Regions from separate parts of the Drosophila melanogaster genome. Here region 1 is linked to region 2. A link is a contact called in public Hi-C data. All regions are on one chromosome and are shown on one strand. The core of a region is the stretch at or near the end of the contact, and the rest is flanking DNA. Distances in the headings are between cores, read along the strand shown. Region 1 holds the start of lncRNA:CR44333 (long non-coding RNA:CR44333). Region 2 holds the start of Osi17 (Osiris 17).

Evidence for each region. Hi-C and Micro-C count contacts between places; a contact is called where the count stands out from the background.
Region 1: a Hi-C map of the Kc167 cell line shows a contact between it and region 2, with 1.8 times the contacts expected there. The contact joins the promoter of lncRNA:CR44333 here to the promoter of Osi17 in region 2. A contact is called at or near these places in 2 of 107 Hi-C or Micro-C datasets (both in the Kc167 cell line).

What each region holds. Positions count from the first base shown.
Region 1 is chr3R:7,283,579-7,287,901 of dm6, reverse strand. lncRNA:CR44333 (long non-coding RNA:CR44333) reads left to right here and starts at 2,307. Exons shown (of 1, transcript NR_125095.1): 1 at 2,307-2,672. All of the region lies in intron 7 of rn (rotund), which reads left to right. RacGAP84C (Rac GTPase activating protein at 84C) reads right to left here and starts at 1,940. Exons shown (of 3, transcript NM_057356.5): 1 at 1,478-1,940; 2 at 534-1,341; 3 at 273-413. The coding sequence starts at 1,797. The coding sequence ends at 387.
Region 2 is chr3R:6,309,891-6,314,341 of dm6, reverse strand. It overlaps Osi17 (Osiris 17), which reads right to left and starts at 2,570. Exons shown (of 10, transcript NM_001275379.1): 1 at 2,269-2,570. CG31560 reads right to left here and starts at 4,366. Exons shown (of 2, transcript NM_169135.2): 1 at 4,328-4,366; 2 at 3,344-4,272. The coding sequence starts at 4,346. The coding sequence ends at 3,452.

The sequences.
Region 1 (4,323 bases), core at 1,058-3,557, 970 kb before region 2:
ATTGCAAATTCAATTAAAAATGTTTATTAATGTTTCAATACTCGAAATATATAGTTTTGCGATAACGTCGCTCTGGGCCATGCTAGATTATTTATGTGGTGCGAATAAGATTTTGGCCTGGCTTTATATTTAATTAGCCGAATTTCATATATGGAAATAATGGGTGTTTTCTGAGAGTATCTTTTGGTGATTCAATAAATCAAGTATTGCACTTGAGATGTCAAGTACTCTTGTTAGCCGCATATAATTCAACAACACATACACAACATGTTAGAGATCCAATTATTATTAGTTCTTCAACTGTAGTGAATAATGAAAAAAAATACAAAATAAAATAAAAAAGGGTGACTGCATCCATTCTCGATGTCTCAGTCATAAGACTTTCACTATAGGTGAGTACTGCTAAGGTTGACCTGAAACAGGAAGTATTCAGTGAAAGATTTGTATGATATGTTTGATTGCTTGTATTGAGTTTGGCTTATTCGAATATGAAATTCTATCCAAATCCGTTAAAGGGAAACCATAGGTCTTACCATTGATCTAAAGTAGGTCTTAACAGAAGACCATCCCAGATTGGACGAGCTGTCCCAGTGACGGTGATTGTACCGGTCCTCAAAGTCATAGGTGCTGCCCAACGAAGTGGGAAGGGGATGGACCTCCAAGAACTGAGACCAAAATCCGGCAGGCATCAGAAGTAGCACCTTCAGCACCCGCTGCCAAGTGACGACATTTTCGAGGGTTAGATCCAGATCTCCGAACAGAGTTGGAGCGAAGATCACGGCAAGATTGTTGACCGTCATGCGGACAGCAGGACTTTCGGCAATTTTCTGCCAGTGAAGCATTAAGTAGGCCAACGTATCCCTGTGAGCCTGATGCAGCTCCAGAACCGCTAAATATACCGCCATCTCCACAGCCAGACGATCTTCGTGCCGCGTGGCCTCCTCGAAATCCCTTCGGTGGTAAATGGGAATCAGAGGGTGAACCAACTGCCGAAGAAAGTCCTTAACACAACAGCACAGTGTGTGGGTGTCTTTATTGCCCAAATGCGGCGTGGACTTGCCACGCAGCAGCTTCCGACGCAGTCGTTTGCATTTCTCTCGGGTGGAGGACACCCGGTAGAGTCCCTCCTGCTGCAATCCCCGCGCCTCGATCTCCGTTACACAATGGACAATTAAGGCCGGCACCATGGGCGCCACCCGAGGCGCATAATCGCTGAGACATCCTCTCTTCGTACCGATTTGAGGCTGGGGGATGCAGTTCACCGTCAGCTGGCGGCAGCAACCGATGTGGCAGCGGAGCGGACACGCCCGACACCTCAGGCTGGCCATGGCGAAGCGGATCCTGGAAGAAGACCAGGGACACGCGGTTAGGGAGGTAAATGCTGGTCAGAGAGGGTTGGGATGTTATTTAACTTTTCATGTTTTCCCTGAATTCGAAATCCTCTCAGAAGTTCCACCATTCGGTGATTGCAACTCACCTTTTGCGGCAGTGTACGCAGTTCCCCACGTTGTAGTAGTAGGACTTAATCTTGAAATTGTGCTCCCTCAGCAGCCCCGAGTGGGACTGCGAGCAGAAGTCGAGTCCGTCCGTGGATAAGCCATCGCAGCCACTGGGATTCATGTCCACGCGATCCTGCAGCGAGTCCAGGGACTGCGATCCAAACATGCGGTAGTGCTCGCTGAGGTCATCGTAGGACCTGTACTCCCGCAGAAGCCTCCGTTTGTTCTGCATCGTGGGGCGAACGGGCGACAAATAAAGTCGATTTGAGGGCGTCCGACTCCCAGAGCCACTAATCATAAAGTTGGCGAATTGATTCAGCTGTTCTGGTCAGTTGGCAATTTCCGAAGAGAGGCCACTTCGGCTTGAGTCAGCTACGCAGAAGTTATCGGCTCGCTTCTCCGAATACTCGACCGAAATGTTTATTTACTCTTACGGTTTATTTGGAATCGGGTGAAAGCTGATAGCTTAAATAGTTCTGGCAGCACAAAAATTCGATCACCCATAGAGAGTGCCTACTGTGGGTCGTACATTTGTAAATATTTCTGGATAATTCATACACACATCTAGGGTGCTCCGCAGAAATTTAATGGGCGACTAAGGTGTTACTAAGAAATATCAAAAATGCTGTTTTCAATACAAAAAAAAAGTGAATCAAATTATTATAAACATTTTTTGTGCCTAACAATAACAGATATTTGCCCTGTCTTCTTCATATAAACAAGTCAGTGGTGATCTTTTTATATTTTCGATTCAATTAAATCGTTAAAGACAATCAATCACACCGAGATTCAATGTCACGATACAAAAGCTAAAAATCCCTAAAAACAAAAAGAATGTAGAAAATCGAACTAAAAAAACAATTTGCTAAAGTATCTATGAATTCTAAGCGCCCAGAAAATGGCTCAATGGCGCCGCTAAATGGATGAAAAATTCATGGAAAACCGTTTTGCGGCCACCAGACATAGAATGCAACCAGCAAAAATGTAGCACGAAAAAATGCTGCAGTTCATGTGAGGCCGGAACGTCAGAAAGCGAAAATGTTGAGTAAACGTGCTGCTAAAAAAACACAAAAATTAGAATTTAAAGGGACTTCGAGCTTGGAACTTTTGTGGAAAACGAAACATGGATCTGTCTGTTGATTTAATGGCATCATTGGCATTGATTTTTATGCGATTTTAAAGTTTGGATAGAGTAAAAACAAAATTATCATGGCACTTTTCAGTTTTGGGCTGTGAATTGAAGAGCAGCGCCAGCAAAATTAACGAGCAAGGCGGGGAATTGGATTTTTATGCTTTTTTGTAGTCGTTTTTTAGGCGTCAGCTGCATTGACGCCGGTGTGCCTATGTGTGCGTGAGCATTTGAGGGTGTGGGTTTAGGTGTGTGTGAGCTTTGGGCTGAAATACTAAGGATGGTTGCCACTGCCACATTGAATTCGTAGTTATTAATGCGTATTGAAATGCACACATTGCAGTGAGTGAGAGTGTCTCTCTCTGTGATTATGCGGCGTGTGTGTGGGCGTAGTATTCATAATTGCACTTGTGTGGGCTTCTATCTGTGTCCGACTGTTTTGTTTGTATTCAAAGTCCACAAATACGAGTCACGCATCGCAATAAGCCCATGCAATCCCCTGCCTCACTCCTCACTCCACTTTTCCCAAAATGCTTTTTTGTACTTTTTCTGATTCGCCTCTGACTGTGTGTGTTCAAATACGTGTGTGGCCCTATGTGTGTGTCTGTCCGTTGCGTATTCCAAAAAGCAAAAAAAAAAAGTACAGAAACACAACAAAACAGCATAAAAAATGTTTGGACATCCACAAAACATACAAAAAAGAGGGGAGTTCTGGGCAAAAACGAGTGGGAAAAAATGGCATCAAAGCACGTTGACAGTGTTGCCACGTGGTGATAATTAATTTTTCACACACAAAAGTTGATCAAAATGTTTTTATCCGGTGCCTCCAAAATTTAAGGAATTATTTGGTTGCATCGAGCTCAAAATATTTCAACTTTAAAGCTTCTTAACAGAATGAAAAAGTTTAACGCAATTGTTATAGATTCAGGATGTTGCTTAAAAACATCTTAGCACATGGTTTTCTGTACTAAAACCATGAAATCAGCAATTAATTAATTAAAAGTCTCAGATGTATATCATTTAGCTACTAGGGAACACTCTTAAAATATCCACATAGAAATAGAAATATTAACACCCACCAGTATGTGGGATAAAACTAGATATTCAAATTCTGAAAAGCTGGCCTACACATAAGATGACCAATATGATTTTAAGGACAAAAAATCAGTTCACTAAGTGACCTTTTGTGAATTGAACTATAAATCGCAAAACAACCTGTTAAAGAATTCCGCCTCAATCGTCGCTTTGTCTAACCCAATTCTAGTTGGGCACTAAAAACAACAATTTATAATAAATTGTATTTTTCAATGGCAACTCTGCTATTTTTTAAGACTCTTCCTCTCCCTTTCTTTCTGCCGCCGGCCAGGATGCAAAAACCTAAAAAACAAAATCTAAAAGCGAAAACACAGATGCAAATGCAACAGCAATAGCAACACCACCAAAGCGGTGGGGAAATGACTGCAAAAAAATGATTGTGTTTTGCGAACGGGGGGGGGGGGGGTTCAAAATGCACAAGGTGCAAGCGAGACGGGGCGACAGAAAGGAAAAAATTTATTTCCTGTGGCAGGAAAAAAATTGGAAAAAGGAGGGGCGCCAAGAGAAAAAAATGCACAGCAAATGGAAATGGAAAAAATGCTGGGAAAAATGTGCAAACTGCTGGGAAGAAAAAAGAGCGGGGGTGGGTTGTGCTGGGCG
Region 2 (4,451 bases), core at 1,321-3,820:
ATACATGTGACATCTGTATGGATGTATGTATGCCTTTTGACTTTTGTTGTTCCCGAGTCATTGAAAGTGCTTCAGCCAATATGTCATTTATGATCAAGATATCAATAGAAGTGCTTGGCACTCTGACCGCATTATTACTGCTTTACTTTGGCTCTGAACCCGTCTGAGACCTTCCCAGCATTATAATTAGCCGAAAATAGTCGCTGATTTGGGCCTAGACATGAAAGTCGAACGGTTTAGCTGCTTATAATCATGTTCCGATGCAATCAATTGGGCCGCATTACGCGCACAGCTGCATACTGGAGTACCACTTATTATTATTATTATTATTTTTAACGAGCTGCTACTTGCTTTCTGCAGACGGTTCGTATGCGTAATGTGCATAAACGACATGTGTTTCATGTAACGCTTCGCGATGTTATGGCTTTTCATATTAAAGGCATTTTATTAAAGTGCCATGGCGGCTTATGTCATGCCAACAGAGATAGCCATAAGCCAGCGAGTACACAATTGCTATAAAAATAATGGCCAGCTAAATCAAGTTTAGGGAGTCGGCGACAGCAGAACACGCTCTCCAGAAGAAAAAAAAAACAAAGCCATGTGATGTAAGTTCTTTGCGGGTTCAAGCCAAGTCGAAGACCCAGCTGCAACCGTTAGTTGCCTTTAAAGGTTAGCGGCTTAGAAGCATGGCTTAAGACTTTAGTATACAAACTGTAGCTGAGTTTGGGCAGGTTGTCTATTTCGATTTAATATTTTGAGTACACATTAGAATGAAAATGGTTAGTTAATGAAGAAAGTAATATTTGTTGAGCTAATGTGGCATCGTTTTATGTCTGCTTTTTGATGAAATGGTTGTGTTTAAATTAAATATTAACGGATTGTCGCTGTTGGCATAATTTTTGGGATTTTTGCAACCCTCGAGAGACATTTGTTTACGACTGCCGTTCTGTTGTTGGCTTTCACTCGAGTGCTTTCTGCTCTTTTTAATAATGATTCAATTACATCTATTTTAATGACACTTGGAAATGGCCAGCTCTCGGCTGGCCTGGCAGATTACGTTTTCGGAAGGTAACAAGCTTTCCCTGCGAGTTGTTTTTGTTTTGCCACTATCAGTCGCAGCATTTCCGCGAGATTTTATTGCATTTTTATGTGACAATTTCTCGGGCTGACACACGCATCCGAACATCGTTCCGCTCGACGAGCGGTTATGTAAAGCTTCAAGTATTTGCATTTCATTAAATTGTTCCAATCCCCTCAAAGACTTTCGGTTTCAGTCGAACGCCTAGTGAATGTGGATTGCAATCTAATAGATTGCTAATTTCACTTTGTGCGTGCCTGTAACTTAGTTCGCCAAGTGTGTGGTGTGATTTGTGCTAGCGTGCAAATATTTTCAAAAGTTTTTTAACTCCGTCTGCATTTCTTCGGTTGCGTTCCAGAGAAATCTATAGCAAACTCACTTTCGTTGCGGTTAACCAACTTGACTCACTAATGGCTTATTAAGTCCAAATAGATCGGATTCAACGTACTTTATACGATCCATCCATCTGTCGGGGAGAGCAACAAATTGGTCAAAAGTGCACTTATTGGCCCAGGGACAATAAAAAGTGTAGTTAAAACGAATTTGAGCTCTGAATAAAAAGGCTTAATGCCAGCCCACCGCCCCCTTCCACATATGGCTGCGGTTTATCGCCTGCAAATTATTCTGAAAGGTTTCGTTTTCAATTAAGTGTGATTATTTGGAGCGAACCACCACAATTGGCGATTGCCTTTTTACTCTGACCATTTGTTTACTTTCTTCTGGCATGCTCCTAATTTGTTTATCACTGCAAATAACTCTATTATTTTTGGTTTGCTTCGTTCTGAGAACGTACAACCGCCGAGCACGCAAGCCCAACAGCGAAGCACTAATTGGGATTCTAATGGGTATTAGAGCGCGTTGAGATTCCCATCTGGCATGCGCTAATAACTCGAGGTGGGCGGCGAAAGGTCTTTAAGAAGCTTAAGAACCCAACGAAGGCAGCTGGCAGAGCCAAGCGACCGAAGTGAATTTCACTTTTACCCACTGGGCCAAATGCACACGGACATGCATCGCATTTCGCCTGCAAAACGGGTTTCCATTTTTTTCGGTTGATAAGTGCAACCGGCTTGCCAGCTGTTGGCCTCTGTTTTGTTGGTCACTCATGCAACTGAAACTGGGTCAGATATTTGCATGACCATTCGATGCGGAGGCAATGTGCGACTTTCTGACTTTACCTCACGTTACTTTACCTCACTTGCAACGACGGTGCTTCCCCGGAAATTAACACGCACAGTAACTGCGACAAACACTGATCATCACCATTGGCTCATAATTCTTGGGCGCGATTCGGAGTTGCTTGACATGGCGTGGTGCATAATTAGCGAGTTGTTTTGTTATTTGTCCGGCAGACACTTTCGCTCTCGCTTTTCACAAGAAGAAATTTGTTAAGTTTGATTTCCAGAATCCGTTGTGTCTTTCACTTTTTACGCTTGCTTCTGCCCATAAAAAAACAAGCAGTGTGGCGCGATAAACGTGGCTGACCGGCGAGCGTGGATAACCAACTGAATGTGGAGGCAGCTCCATCGCACCAAAGATGCGGCCAACTTTGGGTGTTGGTAGGTGAGTTTATTCGTACCAACACAGGTGCATATGAATCGAGACACAGACACGAACTACCTTTCTCAAGCTGGGAAAGAGATGGAGAGAAAGTAAGTACACCTGTCCGCCTGAAAGTATGCCACAACTCTGCTGACTTTTTAAATGAATTGACAAAGAGTCGCAGTAAAATCTGGCTAATCCGGATAACAAATTAATTTTCTGTTTCTTTTAAGCCCCTTTATGTCGGCATAAAATGCTTAAAAGATTATAAAATTTTAATTTGACAAGAAATTTGAAGTAATTATATAATTTAATAAACTGGTGTGTACCGAATAAGAACAGAATATAATGTTTTTAATTAATACATCTGTTGTTCTTATGACAGCTATATAATATTAGATAGATTTTTGATAAATCAAAGAATTCGAATAAATTGTGACCAAAAGTAACGAAGGTAAATTTTTTAAGATTTTATATTTGGAAATAGAAAGGATACTTTTGGAAAAGTTTCATCCAGATCGCTTCAAAACTTAGACACGGACGGACAAATTTCACTGCGTTGCCAACTTCTGACTAAAAAAAGTATACCCTCTGCATGGGTCTTAATTCATCTTAAATCTTAATTCATGTAAATAATTCTGTTGAATTAATAATGTATACACTTTTAAAAACCTTTGTTTTTCACGGGTTTTATTTATTATGTTTCCATTTAAATACAGTGGAAATACGAGACACTGAGTAGACTCTTAAAATGTCTTAACCACTCTTACACAAATTAAACTTACAGGTATGACTCTTTTGCTTCATGTTATTCGTTTATTTTATTTTATTAATTTAGCTTGCGGCAGCAGTTGTCTCATTGTTTTCATTGGTTTCAATCAATTTTAGCACAGTATCATTTTGGTTACTGCTATCCGACAGCAATCTTGTTGGCTCAGTTGACATTGTAATAGGAGCTTCAGTTGTGGAAGTTGTAGTAGTAGTGGTCGTTGTCTTTCGCCATTTTCCCCTCCACTTTTTCGGGCCATCTTGGCTGACCGGCTTCACTCGATTCCCGATTATCTTGTGCCAATCAGACCCGTTGTCCTGCTGAAAAGAGTTTCTAAGTAGATTTTCGCCCATCATCCCATTGAAGCCCATTGCGATTTGGTCATCCACTTTATCCTTGGACGGTCTCCTCATCAGATCTATCTGTGGATTCAGCATTAAGGGCATCGGATACGGAATATAAAATGGAACAGGGTAGAAAACTGGTTGGGCGTTTAGGGTATTCATTGGTCCCTGGTCGACAATTGGGGAGCTCTCCCAAATTCCGGGCATCAGCAATAGGTCCTGCATTGAAAGTCTCTGTTTTGGTTTATAATTTGGGCCAGCTTTCTGCTTCTGAGGAGGTCGTGTTTTTTTATTTTGCTTCTCTGTGGAAGCCGTTGTAAAACTGGCTAGTGAAATAGTGGTAGCAGAATCTGGAATTACTGTGGTCTCCATATCCTGTTCCGATTTGATTGACTCCCCAAATGCTGGCCTTGCTGTGGGATTTGAAAGCACGATCAGTGGAGCTTTGGGATCATCTCCGCTAGCTTTCAGCACTGCCAGTAACTGCTCACTGTGCAATTGACCAAAACATTGCCTAGTAAGGCATACGAAAACGGCTACCACTAAAAATACGTAGTAAAATATAAAAATGTTATCTGTTTAATTATTTTTACTTACCACTTAAAATTATCTTCATAGCGACGTTAAACAAACTGAACATATTTTTGATTTTTTTCGGTCTTTATACGTCTGCCTCGAATTGGAAAGTAGGTTACTGGTTAATCAATTCTTACTAATTTGG